Regions from separate parts of the Gossypium hirsutum genome. Here region 2 is linked to region 1. A link is a contact called in public Hi-C data. All regions are on one chromosome and are shown on one strand. Each heading gives the region's core, a stretch centred on a gene start, on an enhancer-like site or on the middle of the called end of the contact. The rest is flanking DNA. Distances are from core to core; before and after follow the strand shown. Region 1 holds the start of LOC107899208 (serine/threonine-protein phosphatase PP2A-4 catalytic subunit). Region 2 holds the start of LOC107899201 (40S ribosomal protein S5).

The links. A called contact is a pair of places that touch in the nucleus more often than the background predicts.
Region 2: a Hi-C map of leaf shows a contact between it and region 1, with 1.9 times the contacts expected there. The contact joins the promoter of LOC107899201 here to the promoter of LOC107899208 in region 1. A contact is called at or near these places in 4 of 34 Hi-C or Micro-C datasets (anther, callus, hypocotyl and 1 more).

Annotation. Positions count from the first base shown.
Region 1 is chrD04:31,293,929-31,299,041 of Gossypium_hirsutum_v2.1, reverse strand. LOC107899208 (serine/threonine-protein phosphatase PP2A-4 catalytic subunit) reads right to left here and starts at 2,495. Exons shown (of 11, transcript XM_016824852.2): 1 at 2,100-2,495; 2 at 1,586-1,642; 3 at 1,375-1,458; 4 at 882-953; 5 at 144-215. The coding sequence starts at 2,192.
Region 2 is chrD04:31,493,462-31,498,574 of Gossypium_hirsutum_v2.1, reverse strand. LOC107899201 (40S ribosomal protein S5) reads right to left here and starts at 2,182. Exons shown (of 4, transcript XM_041091260.1): 1 at 1,974-2,182; 2 at 1,166-1,437; 3 at 799-1,002; 4 at 468-677. The coding sequence starts at 2,078. The coding sequence ends at 921.

The sequences.
Region 1 (5,113 bases), core at 1,246-3,745:
AGTCAAGAGTTCATATCAAACTCTTTGCTAAGACTCAGATGTGCAAATTGCAAAAATATAACACCATAAAAAGCCAAACTTTGGCATATGTGCACTTGTTTGGAAAAGGAGTGAAGGCCTGGAAGAAAAGGTAAATTTCATACCTGGCGGCTTTCATGATTTCCTCTGAGAATGGTAATCCGCTGTGAATAACGAACTTTTAAAGCCACCAACAGCTGAAAGAAGAAAAAATCAGTATCATCTAAATAGAAAATGTGAATGACTTAAGTTTGCTATTGATCTCTACTTACAAAGTTTATGCTAGGAAATGCAAAACTGTCTGTGAGTGTGATATAATATTCATCTTTATGAACAGAAAAAGTAACAGTACGAAACATCATTCAACTCCGGTGTTTTGAGAAATATCTAGCATGGAGTATACTATCATTGAAGTGGAAAGCAATGATAAACTGCTAAAAAACAAGGCTCCGCATCATATTCCTCCTGTACTACATCGAATTTAAAAGTCCTTCAAGATAGAGACCAAAAGTGATAGGAGATAGTGCAGTAATTATAGATCCAAAACTCCTATCCGAACAAAGATCTAATGATCCCACCCTCTCTTTACCCAGAATTATTGGCCCAACAACAACTGAAATCTTCAAAAAGGCAAAGGCATTTCAAATTCTTAGTGTTGAAGGCTTTTGAGTTTAAACCAAGGTAGATGTTTTTCCTGGTCCTGATAGCAGGATGCGGTCAAATTCCATTCACACAACTAGCACTTAGAACCCTTAAAATTGTTATCTAAATATGTTATTTCTGCCTCTACTTTAGCAGAAGCAGAACACAAAATTTCATGACAATGGCTGAAAAAGGAAATTCGTAATTTAAGATGTACATACCGTAACGGTTTCAACAGAATAGTATCCACGATCCACATAATCTCCCATAAACAAGTAGTTTGTATCAGGGCACTGCCAAGTAGGATAAAACACATTAAGGGATTCGCTCAAAGGAAAGACCAATCATGAAGCTAAATTGTGTAACAGATAGGGGAAAAGCATATAACTAGTTGAAAAGCGTCCTAAAAATGCATGAATGACACTGATAAAGCACAATCTAATGGCAAAAACAGGTAAAAGATTAAGTAGACAAATTTTATTAAAACAGAACACTTATGCATGAAAGTGCTGGAGGGTGGAGACAAAAAGCTCACATGTCAATGCATGCAAAAGAGCATAAATTAAAAATATTCGCATTACAAATATGATCAATCAAGATACCTCTGGAGAGCTCCAACTTCAAAAAGATTGAGGTCTCAACTAATTATTTTACACATTCCCCGCTGAAACAGAACTGAATACAAAAATCAACAGTCAAAGTCAGAACAAGTACCTTCCCTCCAGTTCGAAAAAGTTCTGCAAGATCATGAAACTGCCCATGGATATCACCACAAATTGTCACCGGGCTTCTCACAGGCTGTTAAAAAAAAATCAATGCTTTCCCAGTTTACGGAGGAGCAATCTCAACACCTCCAAAATACGCCAATAAATAAACAAATATAGACATAGATGCCTGAAACACAAGCCAGACTAAGATAATAAACCTGGACATTGCTTTCTTTCATCAGTATTTCCTTTGCCTTATCACACAATGCTCTGACCTAAACAATACAATATGAGAAAAAAATAGAGTTATTAAAAGTTATATTCCACAACACAAGACAGAAAAAGACAAGCTTCCATTGACCCAAATTAAAACAACACAAATAAGATGAAACGAAGAAAACTCCACGAGCAACAAGTATAAAATTTAAACCCACAACACTTATTCCGAGCAAATACCCCGAGTTATGTTGAAATTACCTATATCAAATAAAAATAAATCATTTTCTTTCCCTGCTTTAAAGAAGAAGAAAAAGAAGCTGCATTTTTTGTTCATAACTCTGAATTGAAATTTAAACAGAAAAAAAGAATTAGCAGTAAATATTGCAATAACACTATTCACAAATCAGAGCCTAATCGATTATTCACAAATTTTAAAAATATATTATTGGATTAATTCCTGGTAAATTTCGATACTTTCTTGGAAACAAACAGATAGAGAAAAAATTAAGGTACCTGCTGCTCCGAAAGTGGCTTACACTGCATGAGCTGCGAGATCTGCTCATCGAGATCAGTGGTCAAGTCTGTTGGTGACGAATTGGCGCCCATGTTTAATTTATCAGTTGGAAGAATCGAGCGTGGAAATCGTTATCCTGATTAGGGATAACCCTAACCCTAGTTTGGACTTTGGATTGAGAATTTTCTTTTTTCTTTTTGTTTTAACTTTCTTTTTTATCTCTTTTACACTCTTTTCCTGGCTCTCTTGCTTCTATCACGAAGACGAAATGAAATGGGAGGGCGCGTGAACTGAGACAGAGAGTGGAGCGTGAACAGTGTGAGTGTTATTAAGCCACGTCACACTACTAAACTGTTATAAAGCCACTTCACCACACGTTTCGGGGAACGCTCCTCACAATGAGATTTCCTTAAGCTCCCTTCAAATGCTAACGGGAAAAGAAAAATATAAAGGGATATTATATTTTTAGTATCTAAATTTTGTTTCAATTTTCAAATTAGTATCTAAGTTCTTCTTTTATCCAGATTGGTAATAGAATTTGGTTTATATCACATATTTAAATATATTTTCTTAATGCATTAAAATAAGATGACATGGAAACTAATATATAATAGTAAATTTACTCTGTAATTAAATATTATTTAGGGTTGGAAATTAATTTTGTATATTACCAAAATTTATAAGGAAATTCCAAATTTTTTAAGGATTTACAAAAAGTTCTAAGTAGTTACCAAAATTTCTAATAAATTATTGAAATTTCTAAAGTTACACAAAAATTTCTAAGACTTTACCAAAATTAGTATCTAAGAATTTACCAAAATTTCTAATATGCCATATTATTTTCTCTTAGTATCTTGGCACATTAGTGCACTTTATGCTTCTCCTCACAAGTCCCTTAGTGATTTTCCATTCTAAGCATGTTTATATGAGTTTTTTGAGTATTTGTATATATTTTGTGATTGTAACACCTCGATACTTAACCCAATCATCGGGTCTGAGCTACAAGGTGCCACATTCGTTGCCGGAGCAACTACGATAAAATTATATTTCATTTTTAAAACAATTAAAGATTCAAATATAAGTAAAATATGTGTATAATACAATACGTAATCATTTTCGGATCTTATACAAGCTTTTGAAAGCTTTATTGTTAACCCGATATCGAATTAGAACTAAATTGTAATATTTTCAAAATTTCAGGTTGACGCTGCAACTTCAGGGTACCTCTTCGCGATACAACATACTAACTTGATCTCATTGCAATAATAAATGCTCTACGTCACGACGTAACGATCTATTTTTAAAATGGCCAAAATGGCACCAACCTGTTTCACCTAATCATTCATTTCCATCAATATTAATTTCCATTTCAACCAAAATGTCATTTCAAACATACATTTCCAATATGTTTCATCATTAACATGATCATTTGTAATTCATAATCATTCAATTTCATATTTGATAATCATGAACTTCAAAACATTACCAAATGGACATATACAATTGAGTATGAACACAAGTATTTCATCTTCTCATACAAAGCATTTAATTGCCTAGTTCATCCATACAGTCCAACCATTTAACCATTTCTAATTCATCATTCTAACTCCTAATGTGACTTGATCATATAATAAACAAACCGACTCAGGCTAGGTATATGACATATAACAAACAAAAGATATTTTACAAATATTGATGAGTTGGGGATTTCTGGTTGGATGCTAAAATCATTTCTTGGGACCTTGGGATGTACTTACACTTGTGTGGGGAAAACAAATTGTACACTGAGCGATAAAGCTCATTGGTATTTCCATAATTCAAGACAAAGCAATACAAGTTTATACCAATTGCATACATCCAATTAAAATACCATTATCAAAAAATTCATATGAAAATCATGCTAATCTTCAATCCACAAAACATGTATATGCCATAAGATACCCCAATTATGTCAAATGAACCAACTATATATATTACCTCAATTAGTAAGCCAGTTGAATATATCATACGAATATCATTAATGTTCACAATTCTATCCAATTTAACACATTAATTAACATTGCATTTCATTTCTGAATCGAGTCAATTCAATCATTATCTTTCCATATAGGTCCTCAAGCTTGTTTAACTGATTTACATAGTCTTTCACATACTATCAATAATCATATATTGCATATATGTACCTTTAGTACAATTTCATAACATTAGTTCATTTCGAGCATCATTAAACCAATTGAGCAATTTATATCCCCTATTAACATGACTCAAACTCGGGCTCGAACGAATACATAGATCCTAACCAATACACCAATTTGGCACTCAGTGACTCATCGGAACATCTGAAGTAAATAGATTGTTCCTAACACTCATCGGTATAACCGACTTAAAAGTTTTGCCTAGCACTCATCGGAACGTCCGAAGGAAAATGCGCCCAGCGCTCATCAACATATAGTCGCAGTAACTCGTACTTAATCTATCTTATGGCATGCCAATTATATCCGACTCTGCTCGAACAGTTAATAGGGTAACCAATTTTTTGATCTCATCATATAACTCAATTCACATTCTATTTTTCTCAATTCATTATCAATTTCACTATTTCAACATATCATATAGCATATTCAACCAATTCTATGTCAAATAACATATATCAATTAATTCGTGCGAATTTCTATTCTATCCAATTTAGTTCATTGTCTTGATATTCAATCTCAAACATATCAATTCCATTCAAATAATTATTTTTAACTCACCTCAATGTCATATTATGCAAAATATCATGAATATGCAATACTTATGTTAATCCCGAATCATAGAAATACAAATCGAAAGCTTGTGTCACTCGTCATCAACTCTCGCCTTTCTTTTTTCTCTCGACGGCCCTACGTCGTCTTTAGCTACGAATAATAATTAAACAATAACACAATATTAAATTCCATATCAAATCACGTTCAAATAAAAATTCAAACATATTTTGCAGTTTATTCAATTTAGTCTCTAAACCCGGGACAAT
Region 2 (5,113 bases), core at 933-3,432, 200 kb before region 1:
CGACTTCTGTAGTATAAAGTTTCAAAAAAATTTATCTTTCTTTATCTGTAGATAGAGTGAATCATGTTCATAAAACATATAAAATTTGACGTTGATGAACTGCAGTCTCTTCCATTGTTAATGCAGGTTGAAAGGCTTGATTTCAATAGTGTTACGGCCTTTGTATTTAACTTCAAACAGAATTTTGTACAATTGCTCCAATTAATATTTTTTCTTTGTTTCCATTGGCTGGGTTAGAAATTCATAACAATACTTTTGAAAGACTTGTATAATTTCATCTGCTCAATAATTGGAAAAACTCAATTTGATTTCTTCCTTTAATTGTCTCTTTTTTAAGTACTAATTATCAGCAACAGGCAGGGCGATTTAATGTGGTCAAACAACCACATCAAGCACTCTCATCTCTTTGTTTGCAGCAAAGATGAACTCAACAGCTTCAAACCATGGCAAAATAAGTACAGCGTATATAACCAAAACAGGATATGCTTTCTTCAATAACATCTCAACTTAAATAACAGAACATTCATATTATGTTCGGAACACAAAATAGGTAACTTATAAAGTACTGAATAAAAAACAAAAGTGTCCACTGCCATGGTTTATGCAAAGTCCTACCAATTCCTCAACGATTGGCCTTGGCAACTCTCTCGATTTCGTCCTTCTTCTTGATGGCATAGCTGCACAAACAACGCGAGTATGATGAAGCAAGCAGTAGTAAATAAATGGGATTGCAAGGACAGTTCCTAGTTTCAAAGCAAAATAAGGTTCAAGCACGGGAGTTCAAAGGCTGTTATTTACCTGTTAGATGATCCCTTTGCTGCGTTAATAAGCTCATCAGCCAAACATTCAGCGATAGTTTTAATGTTTCTGAATGCAGACTCACGAGCACCAGTGGTAAGGAGATAGATGGCCTGATTCACTCAACGAAGAGGAGAAATATCAACAGCCTGGCGCCTCACAACACCAGCAGAACCAATACGAGTAGCATCTTCACGAGGTCCACTGTTATATCAATAAAAAATCAACAAGGATTATCAAAGATTGATCCAACAAAGATAACCCAGAATCGGAAGATGTTTTAATTAACATCATCTGCTACTTTAAAGATTAAAGTCAGCTAGTGATACATTTGAAAAAGGAAATTCTTAAAGGTTATATAGGCCACCTGTTGATAATGGCATCAACAATGACTTGAATTGGGTTCTGATCAGTCAGGAGATAAATAATTTCCATAGCATGCTTCACAATCCTGACTGCCATAAGTTTCTTTCCATTGTTTCGGCCATGCATCATCAATGAGTTTGTAAGCCTCTCAACAATGGGGCACTGAGCCTTTCTAAAACGCTTAACTGAGTACCTCCCAGCAGTGTGTGGCACATAGGTTGCATGTTTGGAAGGTTGAACACCAATGTAGTCACTCAAAGAGATATCAGAAACCTAAAATAGATAAATCATTCACATCAAGGACCAGGGCTAACGATTGGAGTTATCAAAGGGAACAGCAAGTTGAGGAACCTAATTTTTTCGAATCTTCAGGAGTCTTTAAGCATTCGAAAGACAATCTAATACGATCATCTTATCCAAATAATCTAACCTAAAATTAACCAATTTCTTACAAACATGAAGACAAACATTTAGGATTAACATAATTGTCAAACTGAATATCAGTAACATCTAAGACAACAAGTAAAATCTTCAAATCAGAGAACAACAATATAGATGTTCAGTCACAACAAGATGATCTAACAAATAATATCAAGTTAAAAACAACAAGACCGATTCTCTACGAAAACAGAATCCCTGTATACAATTAATTAGTCCTAGTAGATCCACTCGACTTGAAAAGACCAAAAAAATAGAGAACATGCTAAAACGGAACATTTCATATAAAATCTAGAAAAAACAAAGCCAAGAGAATGAAAAAAGAAATGTATGCATAGAGAGGCAAAAGGGGGAAAAAGAAAAAGAAATACTTGAACTTCCTCGAAGCTCCAGCGATTAAAGAGCTTGACGTCAGGGTGAGACTTGGTTGGATCTTGCAGTGAGGCGGTGGCAGGGGCTACAATGGCTGTCGCCATACCTATGATAGATGCCGCAAAGAGAGAGAACCGAAGTGCGGAATGAGGAAATTAGAAGACAAAGGCCTTTCTCTTATAAATCTTATACATAAAAGGTGACGTTTTGATTAGGGTTTTCGGCTCTTTAAGTATGATCGCACACGTGGGTGTCTTTTTTTTTTTACTTTCTTGGGTAAACTACACCAACAGTCCCTAAATTGTATTTAAAATTATGTTTCAGCCACTCAACTTTTAAAAATTACATAATGGTCACTCCAGTTATTGAGTTATTATATTTTGATCACTATCTTATAGCTTCCGTTAAAAGGATGTGGTATGTTAATTTAATGAGTTAATAGCTAATTTAGCCTCTAATCCAATGTTTTTAGAACCGAACTGGTAGTCGAACCAATTAGGCCACCAATTCAATTAGCTCAATTAAAAAATTATTAAAAATTCATAAAAAGTAAAAATCAGGTTCAGCCGATTTTTAGCTGATTCAACCATTTGTTTCGTTTTTGGTTTAGTTGGTCCGATATTATTCTCTTGATTGGTACCCTAACTAGTTTTTGGTCTAATCCGGTCTAGTTCAAATATCATTGTTCTAAAAATATAGCTAAACCATCATATTAATACTTTTAACATTTTTCTTAACAATAATTCTAAAAAATTTTTAAAAAAATCTTTAAAGTAAAAAAAATAAAAAATAATCAAAATTTATAAAAAAAATATTAATAAAATTTCTAGAAATATTATAAAAATTATAAAAAATTTCCAATAATAAAAATTATTTAAAAAATTATAAAATCATTATTAAACAATCTCTTTAGGGGAATAAGAACTTTTTCTAGCGAATATGATAAAGCTCTTCAAAGAGCTAGTGTTTTCAAATCAAAGAACCCAATCTTTTTTGTTATAATGCATCTTTCATACATTAACCTTGGTTGAAAATGGTAAAAAGCTTTAATGAAACTTGCAATAGCATGATCTTATTGTTGAGTCAAACCGACTTTAAGTTGATAAAGGATGGGGATAAGATTATGAGTTGGCTTGTAAAGTGGCAAAAGTATGATGGTTTTAAGTTGACAATTTATGGGCAAAAACAAGGTGGCATGGAGTTAGGAAATGTGGCATGAACTTAATTGAAGCATTATTTATAAATAAATAATATTAGTGAATAAAAACTATAGCAAATTAGATTTGTTGGAAGGGTTTTAGGTGGCTTATTAAGCCTATAAACATGTAAGTGTAGTGTGTGTAGAGTGTGTATAAGCAAAAAAATAAAAATAAAAGAGTGAGAAATAGAAGTGTGTGTGGTAGAGTAAGTGGGCGAGAATTGAAAATAAAGAACAATACTAGCAACAACTAGTAAATAAAGGAAAGTTTATATATTTGTTTTGTTGTAATGACTTATTTTATTGAGTACTGAAATTATTTTGGTTTTAGCGTCCACTACACTTTTAACGAGTGTTATCCAAGTTAGATTTGTGCTCACTTCATGATGGTGAATATGATTCAATCACAATTTTCAAAATTAACGAAGACAAACTATGGTAATTGGAGTATTCGAATGAAGGTTTTGCTTGGATCTCAAGATTGTTAGATATTGTTGGAAAAAGATATGTCGAGACAGATAATGTTGAAGCAAATTTAACAAATGAAGAGAGAAGAGCATTGAAGGAAGCTCAAAAAAAGGTTAAGGAGTTATGCTTTAATTTTCAATGAGTTGATGGATGAACCTTTGAAAAAAATTCAGATGGGAAGCATCAAAGAAATATGGGTTATTTTGAAAAAATCCATTCAAGGAGTTGAAAAGGCCAAAAAGGTACGTCTCGAATCACTTAGATTTGAATTTAATATGTTAAAAATGAAAAGTTCAGAGAACGTTGATTACTACATTACTTAAGTGAAAGAGTTGGTGAATGAAATGAAATGAAATGGAGAAATTCTTGATGATTTCAGGATAATGGAAAAGAATTTGCAATCGTTGACACGTAAATTTGATTATGTGGTTCTCTCCATAAAAGAATCAAAAGGTTTGTCACAAATATTTATCAATGAACTTGTGGGTTCTCTCCAAATCCATAAGCAAAAAATGAAGCAAAATGAAGATACTAGAAATTTGGAGCAAGTCTTGCAAAGCAAGTTTGTCCTTTAGTGAAGGTAGATCTAGTAACAGTGATTGACAAGGAAAAAGCAATCATGGGGGATACCATGAATGATATATATGTGTCAATAGAAGTGGACCATGCAATCAATCATATGGTATAGGCTATATAACTGAAGAGCATTAAATATATAGTCGTGGACGAGGATTTAGAGGCTAAGGTCGAGGTAGAAACAGATTTCAACAAGGAAATATATTTTAAGTTCAATATTCTAATTGTAATAAATATGGTCATTTTAGTTACGAATGTAGATATGCTCCTCAAGTGGAGAAGAGAAATCATATAGCAGCAACTAGAGAAGAAAAAATGTGGAATCTAGTGTATTTTTAACCTACAAAGAAAGTGAAAAATCCAAGAAAAATATTTGATATCTTGATAATTGTACCCTAAATCACATTCGTGTCTAAAAAGAGCTATTCTTAGAGTTGGACGAGACTATTCATGGACAAGTAACTGTGAATCACATGTTGCTGTCAAATATAAAGGCAAAGTCATGATTACACGAAAGAATGTAGATAAAAAATACATATGAGATGTTTATTATGTACCAAAATTAAAAAGCAACATCATTTTCCTTGGCCAACTTCTAGAAATGGGATATAAAGTACACATGAAGGATCGTTCACCCTAAGAAATAAAAATGGAGAATTAATTGCCCAAGTTCATATGACATGGAATAGTTTGTTCGTTATTGAAATCAAGTTAAGAGAAGTAAAGTGTATGGAGATTATTACTATTATGAAAGATGATTAATGGTTCTAGCATTTACGATTTAGGCATCTTGGATTTTCTGGCTTGAAGCTATTATTGAAAAAAAAAGATGGTGAACGAATTACTAGAAATTAGTCTTCCTAATCAAATGTGTGAAGCCTGTAATAAAAGAAAACA